Regions from separate parts of the Mus musculus genome. Here all the other regions are linked to region 4. The links are chromatin contacts, called in public promoter capture Hi-C maps. All regions are on one chromosome and are shown on one strand. The core of a region is the stretch at or near the end of the contact, and the rest is flanking DNA. Distances in the headings are between cores, read along the strand shown. Region 1 has its middle 17 kb from the start of Gm24150. Region 2 holds the start of Fnip2 (folliculin interacting protein 2). Region 3 overlaps Fnip2 (folliculin interacting protein 2). Region 4 has its middle 4.3 kb from the start of Gm17359. Region 5 overlaps Fnip2 (folliculin interacting protein 2).

What was found. Promoter capture Hi-C pulls out the DNA fragments that hold promoters and counts their contacts. Capture Hi-C pulls out chosen DNA fragments and counts their contacts.
Region 1: a contact with region 4 is called in a promoter capture Hi-C map of liver. The contact joins two enhancer-like sites. A contact is called at or near these places in 2 of 39 promoter capture datasets (liver and neutrophils) and 3 of 9 other capture datasets (adipose tissue, liver and pancreatic islet).
Region 2: a promoter capture Hi-C map of liver shows a contact between it and region 4. The contact joins the promoter of Fnip2 here to the enhancer-like site in region 4. A contact is called at or near these places in 9 of 39 promoter capture datasets (the HPC-7 cell line, cranial neural crest, frontonasal cranial neural crest and 6 more) and 3 of 9 other capture datasets (adipose tissue, liver and pancreatic islet).
Region 3: a promoter capture Hi-C map of liver shows a contact between it and region 4. The contact joins two enhancer-like sites. A contact is called at or near these places in 7 of 39 promoter capture datasets (cranial neural crest, frontonasal cranial neural crest, hematopoietic stem and progenitor cells and 4 more) and 2 of 9 other capture datasets (adipose tissue and liver).
Region 5: a promoter capture Hi-C map of liver shows a contact between it and region 4. The contact joins two enhancer-like sites. A contact is called at or near these places in 4 of 39 promoter capture datasets (the HPC-7 cell line, cranial neural crest, liver and 1 more) and 2 of 9 other capture datasets (adipose tissue and liver).

The regions. Positions count from the first base shown.
Region 1 is chr3:79,177,575-79,180,274 of GRCm38.p6, forward strand. It overlaps a transcript of Rapgef2 not described here. Among named protein-coding and RNA genes, the nearest start is that of Gm24150, 17 kb to the right of the region's middle. Within about 2 kb of position 1,312, at least 137 of the 459 cell types and tissues checked have an H3K27ac peak or open chromatin away from gene starts, as enhancers often do. A contact at or near this core is called in liver, where this site is marked.
Region 2 is chr3:79,566,233-79,568,932 of GRCm38.p6, forward strand. It overlaps Fnip2 (folliculin interacting protein 2), which reads right to left and starts at 1,447. Exons shown (of 17, transcript NM_001162999.2): 1 at 1,277-1,447. The coding sequence starts at 1,371. 4930589L23Rik (RIKEN cDNA 4930589L23 gene) reads left to right here and starts at 1,960. Exons shown (of 2, transcript NR_152118.1): 1 at 1,960-2,700.
Region 3 is chr3:79,541,354-79,544,191 of GRCm38.p6, forward strand. All of the region lies in intron 1 of Fnip2 (folliculin interacting protein 2), which reads right to left. Among named protein-coding and RNA genes, the nearest start is that of Fnip2, 25 kb to the right of the region's middle. Within about 2 kb of position 1,443, at least 134 of the 459 cell types and tissues checked have an H3K27ac peak or open chromatin away from gene starts, as enhancers often do. A contact at or near this core is called in liver, where this site is marked.
Region 4 is chr3:79,339,701-79,342,400 of GRCm38.p6, forward strand. It overlaps a transcript of Gm17359 not described here. Among named protein-coding and RNA genes, the nearest start is that of Gm17359, 4.3 kb to the right of the region's middle. Within about 2 kb of position 1,256, at least 5 of the 459 cell types and tissues checked have an H3K27ac peak or open chromatin away from gene starts, as enhancers often do. A contact at or near this core is called in liver, where this site is marked.
Region 5 is chr3:79,517,444-79,520,143 of GRCm38.p6, forward strand. Fnip2 (folliculin interacting protein 2) reads right to left here. Exons shown (of 17, transcript NM_001162999.2): 2 at 622-748. Among named protein-coding and RNA genes, the nearest start is that of Gm36442, 6.7 kb to the left of the region's middle. Within about 2 kb of position 1,343, at least 115 of the 459 cell types and tissues checked have an H3K27ac peak or open chromatin away from gene starts, as enhancers often do. A contact at or near this core is called in liver, where this site is marked.

The DNA of each region.
Region 1 (2,700 bases), core at 62-2,561, 160 kb before region 4:
AGGAGAGAGGCAGCTCCCTTGGAATAAATCTAAGCAAGGCATCTGTCTTTATCAAACTGAACTGAGGAGAAGGGCCAGCTGCTTACATCCCAGCTGGAAGCATAAGGATCTGAACTAGGGTCTCTTGAGAGCACCTGTAAGACCATGAGGCGAGTACAGTGCTGTCCATAGCCCTGGTGCTAGGGAAGCGCCAGGACTCCACTATTTGTACAGCAGAGCTCAGTGCAATATAATTCACAATGGCCACATATGGAAACAACTCTATTAACCAAACAAACAGTATTATGTACACATAAAACAGACTTCAGAATGTTGGTGATAACAGTCTGGCTCCATAGCCCACCCAGGCTAGCTTCAAATCCATGCTTCGCCTGCATGGAGCCTCCCAAGCGCTGGGCGGACAATTGCGTGACACCATATACAGCTCACAATGGAGGACTATTCAGACATAAAAAGGACTCAAGAACTGACACATGATACAAATGGACGAAGCTTAAAAATATCACCCGGAGGGCAACAAGCCAGTCACAAAAACTCCACTTAGAGGAATTAGCTAGAATAGGCAACTTCACAGAGGAAGAAAGCGAGAGGCCGAGAGGCCGCTGAGGCTGGAGAGGAGACAGAAGGGCGAGCCCCACAGTTAGTTTCTGTTTCTTTTAGTGGCTTTAGGTTTCTTTACAAAAACTAAGAAGTAAGGGAAAGCAGGAAGTCAAAGCAAACAAGTAGATGGCAGAGTGCTTGCCTGCCACTTCACGCCTGGCCATGGTTAGAGCCTCCCCCCAGCCTCACCCACACCAAAGCCTTAAGTTGTTTGAGACTGGACCACCCCACTGAGAAACACTGCACCAACCTCTTCCCATTGGTCCTAGAAGGCTGAAGTGACAGTAGCTATGAACGTACGTGGGAAGACATGGGGAAGGCACACATGTAACAGACACTCAGTGCGTGTCCCCAGCAGTCAGTTATATCCTGTTTGCTTTAACTCAATATAACCACATTTTTCCTTTTGTCCGTGGACTATAATAAGGCTCTTCCATATTATTTCTTACATGAAAAGTGTTTTGCTGCCCACTCCTCTTCATGTGTTCACTGGACAGGTAACACAAATCAGTATTATCAACATAAGCCCTATAATTAACATTGGAATTTACAAAATCAAATTCACAAAATACAGCCATTATTTCTTCAGTAGTTTACAGTCCATGGAAGATGAGTATTCAAACAGCTGCAACCCAATGACAGCCCAGACTGGCCTTCAGGGAGAGGCAGCACTCAATGGCCAGGCACACTTGCCAGCTAGCCGAGAGGGAAAAGACAGCTCAGCATTTGTAATTCACAGAGCAATTCAAATTCAGCAAAATCACACAGTGCAGGAAGAGCCTTAGGTCAGATGAAAATACCCAGAGGTTTGAATGTCAGATCCATACAGACCAAGTGCCCTCTGACAGTGCCTGCCGGGAGTGCAACCTACAGAGAGGTTAACTGTTGCCGCTTTGAACTTTCAAAGATAGAGTGCTGTTTTGTTTACATTTGGATTAAAACACTTTAAAAGTCATCCCAGTCTTTACAGTAGTTTCAGTTTTTGTGGATACCTGTGTGTAAAACAAAAATCAATGTTTGTGTGTGCGTGCACATACACATACACTTGCCGACATGCCAGGTAAGTCTTGGCTATAACATTCAGAATCCTGGTCCTTTTCCATCCTAGACACTGGCTTTTGACAGGCAGCTATGAAACTGAAGAGGGGTGTGAGGGTGCAGCAAATGCGGTAAGAGTGTTCTTAAAGAACTTGTTCTCTATAAACACACTGCACAACTTTGATTTCAGCCCTTTAGCTTCAACGTAATTCCAGTACATTCTTACAATCTTTAATATTAAACAGCCAGCCGCAAAATGAAAGCTAAGTTACACAGGTCCACATTTGTCAACTGTTGGCTCTCTTACTTAGCCTTATGAAAATAACAGCATGTAAGATCTGTTGCCAGCCATCAGTTGAAAGACCAGCAGCACACAACACACAACATACAGCACACAACACACAGCACACAACACACAGCAACACAGCACACAGCACAGCTCACAACATACAGCACACACCACAGCATACAGCACACAGCACAACACACAACACAGCACACACCACACAGCACAGTACATAGCACAGCTCTTAACACACAGCAACACAACACACAGCAACACAATACATAGCACACAACACACACCATAGCATACAGCACAGCACATAGCACAACACACAACACAGCACACACCACACACCACACAGCACAACACATAGCACACACCTCAGCACACACCACAGTACAACAGTCCACAGTTTCATCCCACTTGAAGGTTTTGCACAGAACAATTTAAAAATTACGAATTACAAATTAACTCAGTTCTTCAAATCAAAATAAAGTAAGGAAAATGTTCTTAATAGGTGCAAATAGCATGACATTACATAATCCAAAATGCGCTATAACAGCCCGCTAGGTAGAGCTCATAACCAGAAAGCACAAATCTGCGAAAAGCACCTTACCTAGTTTGTGTAAACTCCCATAAGTAACTAATGGGTAGCAGAAGTTTGTAAGGCTGGTCGAGCCTAGGTTTCTGTCAGCACGTTTCCTCCCAATTTGATTCAAGAGCATGTTTTATTAGTGTGAGTGTCCTGGAAAAGGCAGCAGCTGGGCACAGAAGCC
Region 2 (2,700 bases), core at 197-2,696, 230 kb after region 4:
CAATAAAGGAGATGAGATTTAATCAAAATTCATTTCAAATGCGATGCTTCATGTTGGTGTTCCCAGAACTTGAGAAGCTAAGGCAGGAAGATTGTCAAGAGTTTAAAGCCAGCCTGGACTAATGAGACCTTTGTTTGTTTGTTTGTTTGTTTTTAAAAAAAATTCAAAGTCTTACATTCTGAACATAAAGTATCCCTAGAAGGTCTGAATCGGTGTGAGGTGTTCAGTTTTCTGTTTTGTTTTGTTTTGTTTTATAGTGATGAAAACTTAAATGGCAAATAAAATGTTTTCTCAACTAGTAGTGCTGAGAGACAGTACAGGACCCAGGAGAGCATCTTTGGAAACTTACCACTCAAAAGCAGAATAGTATAGGGATGTTACTGAGAGCCAATTGCTTAGCTCAAAATGCAAGACCAGCCGCCACTTAGAGCTGTGGGTCTTGAGCCAGCTTAACACATGCTAATCCAAAGGTATGTGTTCCGAAGATGAACTATTAAATATCTGCCTCTGCTTTGTTAAATTAGAACCCGAGACGTTTCATAAAAAGCATTTCCCTCCCTTTCCACTCATCATGCGGCATCAGCCTTCTAACTGATGAGGAAATTACACACTTTTATTCATCCGCCGGCGAGCTTGTCATACACTGCAAGAAAGAAGCTGCTTTTTTCGTGGCTTCACCCTTTCCAACTTCAAAATACTGTCACATACTCAGTGGGTTGGAGCTGCCTGCAAAATGACAGCTTACAGGCTCTGGGGCAGGGGAGACGCAGGTGACTCTCCCTCCAGAGACCCTGGAAGGTACACACCGGTCCCAGACGTGCTCAGACACGGGGGCATATGGAGAAATTTTGTGGGGCACCTGAGGAAAGAGGGCAGAGGATGGCGCAGGGCTCCCACCTGGGGAGACCTGGAGAGCAAGGAAGGAGGACGGCGCTGAGGTTCCACCCAGAAGGAGCAGTAGAAAAGGGACAGGGCGGTTCGCGGCTCTGAGACCCTGAAAGAAGTGGAAAGAGGAGCCCAACCTGGGAGAACCCGGCGAGGGAGGGAAGAGGATGCTGCTGGGTCCCACCCAGAAAGAGGGGCGAGAGAGGCGTGGGGTCCCACCCGGGAGGACCGGGACAGAGGAGAGTGAGAGACTGGGGTCTTTCCCAGGAGGATCTGGGAAGAAGGGACAGGGTGGCGCGGGGTCCCGCCCAGGAGGAGGGGACAGGGTGGCGCGGGGGTCCGGTCTCCATGCAGCCCGCCTGAGGCCTCCCTCCCGCTCGCACGCGCTCACCTGAAGGCCGGCTCCTCCTTGGGCGGCCGGGCCTGGGCAGACGCTGCGCCGCCGCCCCTTTTGTTGAAGAGCTTCTGGAGCAGGGTCGGGGCCATGGCGTGCACGCGGCGGCCCGGGCGGGCGGCCACGCTCCGGGACCCGACGGCTCAGCGCGCAGCCCACGGCGGCCGCGGCGGGGCCATGGCGACGGGGGCGCGGCCGCCCGGAGGGGCGCGAGCGCGGGACCGCTGCAGCGGACGGAAGGTGCGGCGCCGCGGCCGCCGGCCGGTCATATGACGGAGCCGGCCCGCCCGGCTGACAGCTCGCTCCCGCGGGAGGAGGAGCGCGGAGAGGGCAGCACGAGGGAGAGGGAGGAGCACGGGAAGAAGAGGAGGGAGAGCATGAGGGAGGGGAGGAGCACGAGGATGGCAGGGAGGGGGGTGCACGAGCGAGGGGGAGGAGCGCCGGGAGGAGGGAGGAGGAGCGTCAGAAGGCAGCACGAGGGACTGGGAGGAGCAAGAGGGACTGGGAGGAGCGCAGGCGATGAAGAGTGGAACGTGTTGGGAGGAATACAAGGGAGTGGGAGAGAGGAGTGGGCGATGGAGGAGGAGCGCCAGGGAAGCGGAGAGTGGAGCCGGGAGAGGCTCGTAGGGAGGAGTGGGGCGGGGCGTGTGGGGGGAGGGGGAGGAGCATAGAGGCCTAACGTCTCCATTGGCCAGCTTTACCCGCCCTGCGCCGACATCACTAGGGGTACGCCCGGAGTTATCACTCGCCGGGCTCTTACTGGGGCTAGAGAGTTGGGCGGGGTGCACGAGTCTTCACACACTTGACCTACTGAGCTCCAGAGCACAACTATGGAGGTTTTTGTTCTTTGGAAAGAAAAGCCCTTGAACTTGGTCCTCATTTTATCGGGTCCAGGACTCCCTAGCAGAAAACGTGGCCTGAGCTGGAGAAGCAACTTTAGTGCCTGACGTTGCTGCTGGGGATTCTGGCCCCTGCTGCATTTGAGGTCCCAGCAAGCAACTGCCGGAACCAGAGTAAATCAGCAGGCTCAATTTTGAATTTACAAACAGTTTATTCAGGTCACCGGGTTTTGTTTTGGTTTTTTTTGTTTTTTGGGGTTTTTTTGGGTTTTTTGGTGTGTTGGTTCCCACTGGTACATAAGTCACACAAAAGCTGTGCATGTACTAAGCCCATATGTGCGTGCGTTAAGCCCACATATACACACAAATGATTGCTTTCCTAGTTCGTGTTCACATTGGGCACATAAAAAAAAAAAAAAAAAACTCAATAGATTCTTTGATTTAGGGAAGCTGAGTGTGTGCTTAGACTCATTTGCCTGTGCTTTCACGCCTCAGACCCCCTGAGAATTTATTGTGCTGTGGTGCAAGACGTTAAAGAACCTGCGGTTATGAAGAGTCTGACCACATTCAAAACAGTTTATT
Region 3 (2,838 bases), core at 193-2,692, 200 kb after region 4:
AGTAGCATTTTGGAGATGCCAGTATCATGAGATGATCACCAATAACAGCAGCAGCAGTGCAGTACAGGCAGCTGAAGCCTAGAAAACAATGTGCGTGCTACAAAGGGCATGGCTGGAGAAGTGACCCAAGCCCTTGGAGGAGCCCAGAAGATCGTGAGTTGGATCCCAGACATCGGACGGTTGGAGATTGATTTTTGCTTTTGATTATGACTGTGCCCTGATATTTTCCCTCTTGAAGGAAGAAAATATTTTAGTGGAGCCCACAGTTAAGAGACTTTTAATTTTAAAAAGACTTTGGATTTTAAGAATATGTAAAGACTGTGGGGCTTTTACAGTTGTTTAGATCTTGGGGATGAATAAGAATGTAAGGGTTGAGGCTTACTAGTGATGTGTTTGTGTGTCAAATTGACAAGGGGTCAATCATACTGGCTAGTTTTGTGTCAACTTGACACAACTGGGGTTATCACAGAGAAAGGAGCTTCAGTTGAGGAAATGCCTCCATGAGATCCAACTGTAAGGCATTTTCTCAATTAGTGATCAATAGGGAAAGGCCCCTTGTGGGCAGTGCCATCTCTGGGCTGGTAGTCTTGGTTCTATAAGAGAGCAGGCTGAGCAAGCCAGGGGAAGCAAGCCAGTAAAGAACATCCCTCCATGGCCTCTGCATCAGCTCCTGCTTCCTGACCTGCTTGAGTACCAGTCCTGACTTCCTTGGTGATGAACAGCAGTATGGAAGTGTAAGCTGAATAAACCCTTTCCTCCCCAACTTGCTTCTTGGTCATGATGTTTGTGCAGGAATAGAAACCCTGACTAAGACACTATGTAGACCAGGTAGGTTACATAAGACCCTGTCTCAAAACCAACTGAACAAGTAACTAAATTTAAACACACACACACACATTAATAAAATAAGTATCTGTTAAAAGATGACTCTCTCTTGTCTTCTTTCTATTTTAGATTGATGGGTAACAACCATGATTTATATCAAAACAAAATTAAAACTAAGCCAGGCAGTGGTGGCGCACACCTTTAATCCCAGCACTCGGGAGGCAGAGGCAGGCGGACTTCTGAGTTTGAGGCTAGCCTGGTCTACAGAGTGAGTTCCAGGACAGCAAGGGCTCCACAGAGAGACCCTGTCTCGAAAAAAACAAAAAACTAAATTAAATTAAATTTAAATTAAAAGCTTCCTATGTAACAAATGCATGACTAATTAAGAAAGACTCAACATTCTTTAGGTTCTAGTAGAAAAAAAAAGCTACATCTGCTGCTTACGAATATGTAGAAATCAATTTATGAGAAGGGAAAGCAAGGAAAAGGATGTTGAACTGTGACTCAGCAGACACATCTGAGTAAGTGCCTCATGGTGCCTGAGTACCGGGAACCCAGGAGGCATCTGAGCATGCAGAGGGGAGGGGCCAGCTCATGGGGCCCTGCTGGTCACACCGGGGACAGAAGGCTGGGCAAGAAGACAGGCACACCTCGTTCTGGCCCCAGTTACTCACTGTCCACGCGACTCAGGAGACTACTCAAACATCCCTAGTCTTAGTCTGCTCAGCTCTGACTCTATCCAGCTCTAAGGGCTTTGAAATACTGCATGTGAGCAGCTGAGAAACCCTCTGAAAACTTCTGGGGCTGCAGACTAATGGGATGTGCTGTCTGTCTGTCTGCACAAGGCCCAGAGTACACACCGTTTGTGTGCTGACAGCTCAGAGAGGACGGCCTGAGATTCACACAACACGAAGGCGACAACACCTGGCAGATGATCTTACTAAAATCAGTCACCTCCTCACTTCAATTCCAACCTCACAAAATGCAGCCGGTTCTCTGGAATCTCCAAGAAATTGCACAATCTAAAATAGATTCTGCAAAGTCCACAGAGAACAGTAAACTGCAGAATAAATTAATACAAGGTAGAGAATTATAACTATGAAATAATTAGCTTCCAAATCGTCTCTTCCACTGACAAAGGCCCCTTAGACCACAATTTTAACACCTGTAACTACACCAAATCTTCTGTCTAAAACATCTTCCAAGTAACTTTCCAAGCCAGACCTTGTAACCTCACTAGGAAGAAACCAAGATCGTTCACTTGGTTAGAATTTCCCACAATGGCCCTGTCCTGAAAAAAATGCTCCAACATCCTCCTCAGGAAGACAGAATGGACTTGGAAAGATCTGCTTCTTAGAGCTCAGAACTGCCTAGCTATAACTGGGCCTCAACTCTTCCTCCACAGCATGTGGCATGTGTACCTTAGAAGTCAGTCTCAGTCTTCTCTTGTCCAGGGTCTTACTTTTGCAAGGACATTTGGACTGTGCAGGACTGTCATAAAGGCAGGTGTGAGGTGGTGTCCACTGACAGCAAGCCTTGGATGTCACCTCCTCCACCAGCATTAGTGCTCCAGCTGCCACTGTTAAGCATCACTCTCTTCCCATCTCACCCCACGGCGATGTCATGATGTCCTTTCTGAATTCCGGAGCTAGGTAACAGATTTCTCGAGAACATGGACCACATCTGAAATCGACTGATTAGTCTTTAAACCAGACTGGCCTCAACAATCCTCCCACTTCAGCCTCTGAAGTCCAGGGACTACAGCATGTCACCATACCTCAGTGGTTTAGAGGTCATCTCCACTCAGATTAGACACATTTGGAGTAGCCCCAGCTGTGTGTTGCCATTGTACTGAGCTGGGAGGCACAGATTCCAAGCCACAATGATGGCAAGTGATTTGCCGCTTTCCACTTCCAGCTTCCGTCACCAAGACCAGAGAGAAATGAAAAGGAGGTCCAATGCCTGGTGAGTAGCGGATGTTGATGGCTGAAACGCAGGGTCCAAAGTTACCAG
Region 4 (2,700 bases), core at 6-2,505:
GAAATTGAGCTACATAGACTGAGAGGGAATAGCAATCCTATATCACAGTCCTATTTCACCCAAATTTGAGCCAAATGAGGAGGAGGGAGATGGCTACAGACCCTCTCCTGACACAGTCTTGCAGACTTAAAGATGACAAAATGTAAGCAATGGTCAGTTTACGTTTGCATTTGTCATACATATTTTCTTTCAGGAAAGCATGGTTGGCAGCAGCAAGAGGCAATAACAGGGTTAAAACTTATTGAGTACATACTGTGTCCAGAATATAGATAACCATTTTATACACATCTCATTTATTCTACAGATTGCCATACCCCCCCCCCAAAAAAAGCACTTTGCCAATATTATACATAAGACTTATGGCTTGAAGCCAAGCCTGTAAGTATTCAGTTTACTTTTTTTTATATATATAAATCCAGAACACTTTTATGAGATGTAACAATGTTTGATAATAAAAAAGTGTAAGGAAATTCATGGTATGGTGACAGAACTGTCCTCTCAGCACTTGGGAGGTAGAAGTAGGAAACTTTTGACTTCAAGGTCAGTCTCTGCATACATAGGGAGTCCGAGGATAAATGGGGCACAGCGAGCCATTATCTCACATACCTAGAGTGTATGGAAAGTGATGGATGTGTGTGGCTGAGTGCCAGAGCATGTACAGAGCATGTTCAAGGCCCTGGGTTCCATTTCTACTCTGTATTAGAAATTATGGGAGGGCAAAAAGTAGCTGACATGAATTGCCCTTTAGAATGATATTTACTAAGAGAGTGTGCTTCATGACCACGGGCTGTTTTGTGATTGGATCTTGAAGTGAGACAGCCTTAGAAGAAACAGCACCGGACCATAGACACAGTTTAACTCAATAAGTTCAATGGGGTCACAAAGAGAGCAGGAGCCTTCCCTTCAGATCCCAAAGAACACCACCATTAGGAGAGAGAACGTTATGAGGGTCTGAAGGAAAGATCCTTCAAATCCCTGAACAAAGGTGGTTTCTACTCTTACAGGGATCTAAGGGGTGGCAGATCACGTGACAGCATGTGCCAGGAGGCAGGCACTCGGTAGGACTGTAGTTCAAAGTTGCCTTGTTCCTGATCAGCAAGTAGGGCTGGGGGAAGACTGGGCTTGCTTTTCCCATGGTCTCAGTCACAGCAGCAGCAGGCACCTGTCAGGTCTTCGTCCTAAGGGACAGACTGCATGCAGGCTTGGATGAGCTGACTTTAGCAGGGGGTGTGTCTGTGATCTAACACTACCCAGAAAAGTAATAAGTAAAGAACCTTTGACCCATGAGCCACAAAACTCCCCAGATTGCAAACTGTACTGAGCCCTCTTGCCCCTCTCCTCCACCCCTCCTCCCTTTCCACTTTCCTTTCTCGTTCCCTTTCTTTCTCCTTCCTCCTTCCCTTTTCTTCTTTTTTCCTACTTTCTTTTTGACCCTTGTCCTTCACTTCCTTTCCACTTCCCTTTTCCCTCCCTGGCTTTTCCTGTTAATGCTGGAGATCAAATTCAGAGACCCTTATGCTAAGATCCTGTCTTAATTTCATTCCTTGTTATTGTAACAAAATACTCTGACAAAAGCTACTTCAGGAAGGATTTATTTTGCTCACAATTTCAGGCTACTGTCCATCACTGAGGGGAAGATAAGACAGTAGGAACTTGCAGTGGCAATACATTAACCACACAGTCAAGAGCAGAAAGCAATGAATTCATGTATGCTAGAATTTAGCTTGTTTTCTCCACTCTTATGCAGTTCAGAATCCCCTACCTAGAGGATAGTGCCACAGTGGGTAGGTTCTTCTTTGCTCAATATTGCAATAAAAATAATCACTCACAGATATATCCACAGGCCAATCTAATCTAGATAACCCACCATTGTAACTGTCTTCTCATGTACTTCTAGATTGTATCAAATTGACAATTAACACAGATCATCACAATCTCTATAATTAAGATATAAATTGTTATATAACTATAGTAAATTTGACCTAAATTTACCTATATAGATATTTCTTGTTGTACTTCAGTATTACTAAATTTTCTGATTATAAAAATATATAGCTTCATTCTTTTCTAAACATTAAAATTAGATGTCTTTACAGAGACACTGTGTTGGACTCTACAGTTGTATCTGTTGAAGTGATTATGAGCTCTGAAGTAATTATTAAATTATCAAAGCAAGGGAGTGAGAAGATTTCATTCCTGCTGGGCAGCAAACCTTGAGTCGGTATTGATTCATTGACAACAGTGATTTCTTTCATAGAAATGAGCCCAGAAGCTAACAGAGGTCATCTTTGGTTCCCTACAATGAGCTCAGTAGCTGTCATAATATTTTATGACAAGTTTATAAACATTTTTAACAGCTCTCTTAACCTGCTGTGCAGCATATACAAATCCATATTTAATTGATGTTATCACTTTATCGCTGGTACTGTTACTTTGTTGGTTGGCTTTCTCTTCATGTCTTTGTTTTCTCAATCTTATTCAAGCAAGCTGGAAAGCAGACGTCGATCACATTCACCCCCACCTCTCTGTATGTGGCTCCACACACTCCTTCTCTTCCTGTCACTCCACACTTGGATCAGGTACTTCCCTTTCCTGGGCCATATTGATTCGGGAAAGTGGGGGCTCCTTGAGTACAATAGAGGCTTTCCCTCTCAGCTCAGGTGAGCATAACTTGAGGTGCAGGGGTCTCAGACAAACTAA
Region 5 (2,700 bases), core at 93-2,592, 180 kb after region 4:
TCTGGCTCAAAGCGGTAAAGATCTTTCCTGTCTTTACTCCCCATCCCAGTCCCTCCCACCTCCCACCACCCCCTTCCCTATAACAAGGGAAGTTAATGAGCAATTCCTTGGTCAGAAAGGGTAGGATAACAGTGAACATCGGTCTATTAAGGCTCTAAGGTGAGGAAGCTTTCATAACACCTTTTATTTATTTTAGGTTTTGAAACACGGCCTTACTATATAGCCTAGTCTAGCCCCAAATCACCGTCCTCCTGCCTCAGCACATCTAGTGCTGGATTATAAGCACGAGCCACACTTGGCACCTTTTACTATCTATGAGAAAATCTGGACAGAATGATCTTCTTGTCTGGCAAAAACACTAGAACTTTATGAATCTCAGCAGTTTATTTTCTTACTATGCTTGACGCTTACAAAATCCTGCTAGATTACAATCGCCAGCAAATGTATCTTTCTCAATGTCAATGGTCCACTGTTGGCCTGCCATAATTGCTTGTTAAGTTTCCGTTGTGTCCGCAGACACAGGCCTGCCTGCTGTGGTGCATCTCTGCTTGCCCCTTCTGCATCCCTGCAGGCAGCACACAACAGATCAGAGAGGTTTGAAAGCCAATCAGCATTTCACACCTGAGCTGCTGCCTCTTCCATCTTCTGAACGGCTCTGGAGTCAAACATGACTTGTCTGCCTCTCCTCTCACAGTCCTGGTAAACTAGCAGGCGGATGTCACTCAAGCCAAACTCCGAACACGACCAACTGTGGATTCAAAAGAGAGAGAAGCTGGATTATCTGCAACGCTTGGTGTGACCATGGCAAATAAATACAATTCCCAGCCAGCGTGCTCGGAAACTGGCTGCACAAATGCTGACAATTCTTGTGCCAACGGTGGCGAGGCTGCCCTAATAATAAATCGCTGGAGAGAAAGCACTGCCTTCTGTAGTCAGTTTGAAATCAAATGGCAGAAAGAAGTTGCAAGGACACACAAGAGAGGGCTAAGTGGGATGCCTGGGTTCTGGGGAGAGCACCCCAGTTAAAGGAGCGCCTGTGCCTCTGTGGCAGCCATCCCCTCAGGGGGAGCTGGCAGCCGTTCCACAGTGTAAGGTTACCCCTAGCACGTCTGGCTTGATACTGTGGCGCTGAGACCAAACGCATTTGCTAGCCATGATGCTTAGCAAAAAGGGAAACACAGTTTGCTCCCAAGCAAAGGATGTTAAGAAGAAAATACAGGTGTATGTTGCAGTAAAGAATTCGATCGGAAAGCAGGAACTAGAGAACTATTTACAGAGTGTGCTTTCAGCACAGCCTTGGCAATCCATTCAACACAAATTTAGTCTGCATTGTATTCAAGGCTCTGTAGCAGGTGCAAGGGAATCAATAATTAATCAAACCTGCCCTCATGAAGTTCAAGGCTTAATAGGGATATTACTAACCTAATACTTACATATAAATATATAACTACAAACTGTCTGAAGGTCAAAAGGGAAACTAAAGGATACAAAAGAGTCTCAGAGCCTGGCATAGTGACTGACGTCTATAAGCTCAGTCCTCAGGAGTCTAAGGCTGCAGAAGCAGACCATCCTGGTTACACAGCAAGACCTAGACTCCAAAACAGCGAGATTTAAGGAGAGAGGCACAGAAGTCACTGAGGACTTAAATCAACTTTTAAACCAGACGTGAAGAGTGACCGACCAGTTGACGTGAACACCACGAAGCAGCAGAGTGCAGCACAGGAAAGGGAGGGAGGAAAGGCAGGGAGAGCTGCCCTATGAGGTCAGCGAGCTGGGGGATGGGACCGAAGCAGGCCCAGACAGGATAAACTCTGAACACAAAGAGCAGCCAAGGAAAGCAGATGGTTGATAAGATCAGATAGCTGACTGCCCTAAGAAAAGCAGACCCATGGGAGTGGACTGCACAGAGAGCCAGGCCCCTCACGCTGCCTGCTACAGGCTGCAGTGACAGCCGCAGAGGTAGAGAAGAGACAGCTTAGAGCAGAGTCTAAAAGACGCACCTGAAGCAGAAGGCTGCCAACTACTCAGGAGGACTCTGCTATAGGATCCAGGGAGGACACGGAAGCGATGGGTGAGAAATGGACAGGCGGATAAAGGAGAGAACACTGAAAACCTTCACAGTAGACCCTGTGAATACAGTCAGGGACAGCCGGATTCAAACCCCAAGGCTTTCCCCTTCCACTTTGCCACTGGATTATCAATGTACAACTGCTGACCTCACAAACTTGCTTTGTGGATTAAGTAGAATACGTAAAGGGCTTCACCCAAGCTTGCCATACACACAAGCTCCAGAAGCTATGCGTGCGCTCCCTCCCAGGACTGAGAAGGCCAGTTTCTGTGAGAAGCTGAGTGCCTTTGGTCCTTCCCCGGTTCAAGCAATGGTAGTTAATATGAAGCACGTTAACTTCAAATTAACTGAAGGCAGCAGATTTATTCTCTTAAACCTCAGACGCAAAGAAGAAAGAAAGTAAATTCTAGTCGTTCCTTCTATCACCAGTGTGTTGTCCATGTCGTGCCTGGCGTCCTTTGCACAATGGCAAAGTTTATTTTGGAAACTATTTTCCTCTGCCCTTAGGCCAGAGGCAGCCAGTGTTCAAGGTGTGACCGATGAGACATGCCACATGACCCCAAGCTGACGGACAGGCGGAAGCCACCCCACACTTACAGCCAAGCCTACACATCATGACCCCAGGAGCGACC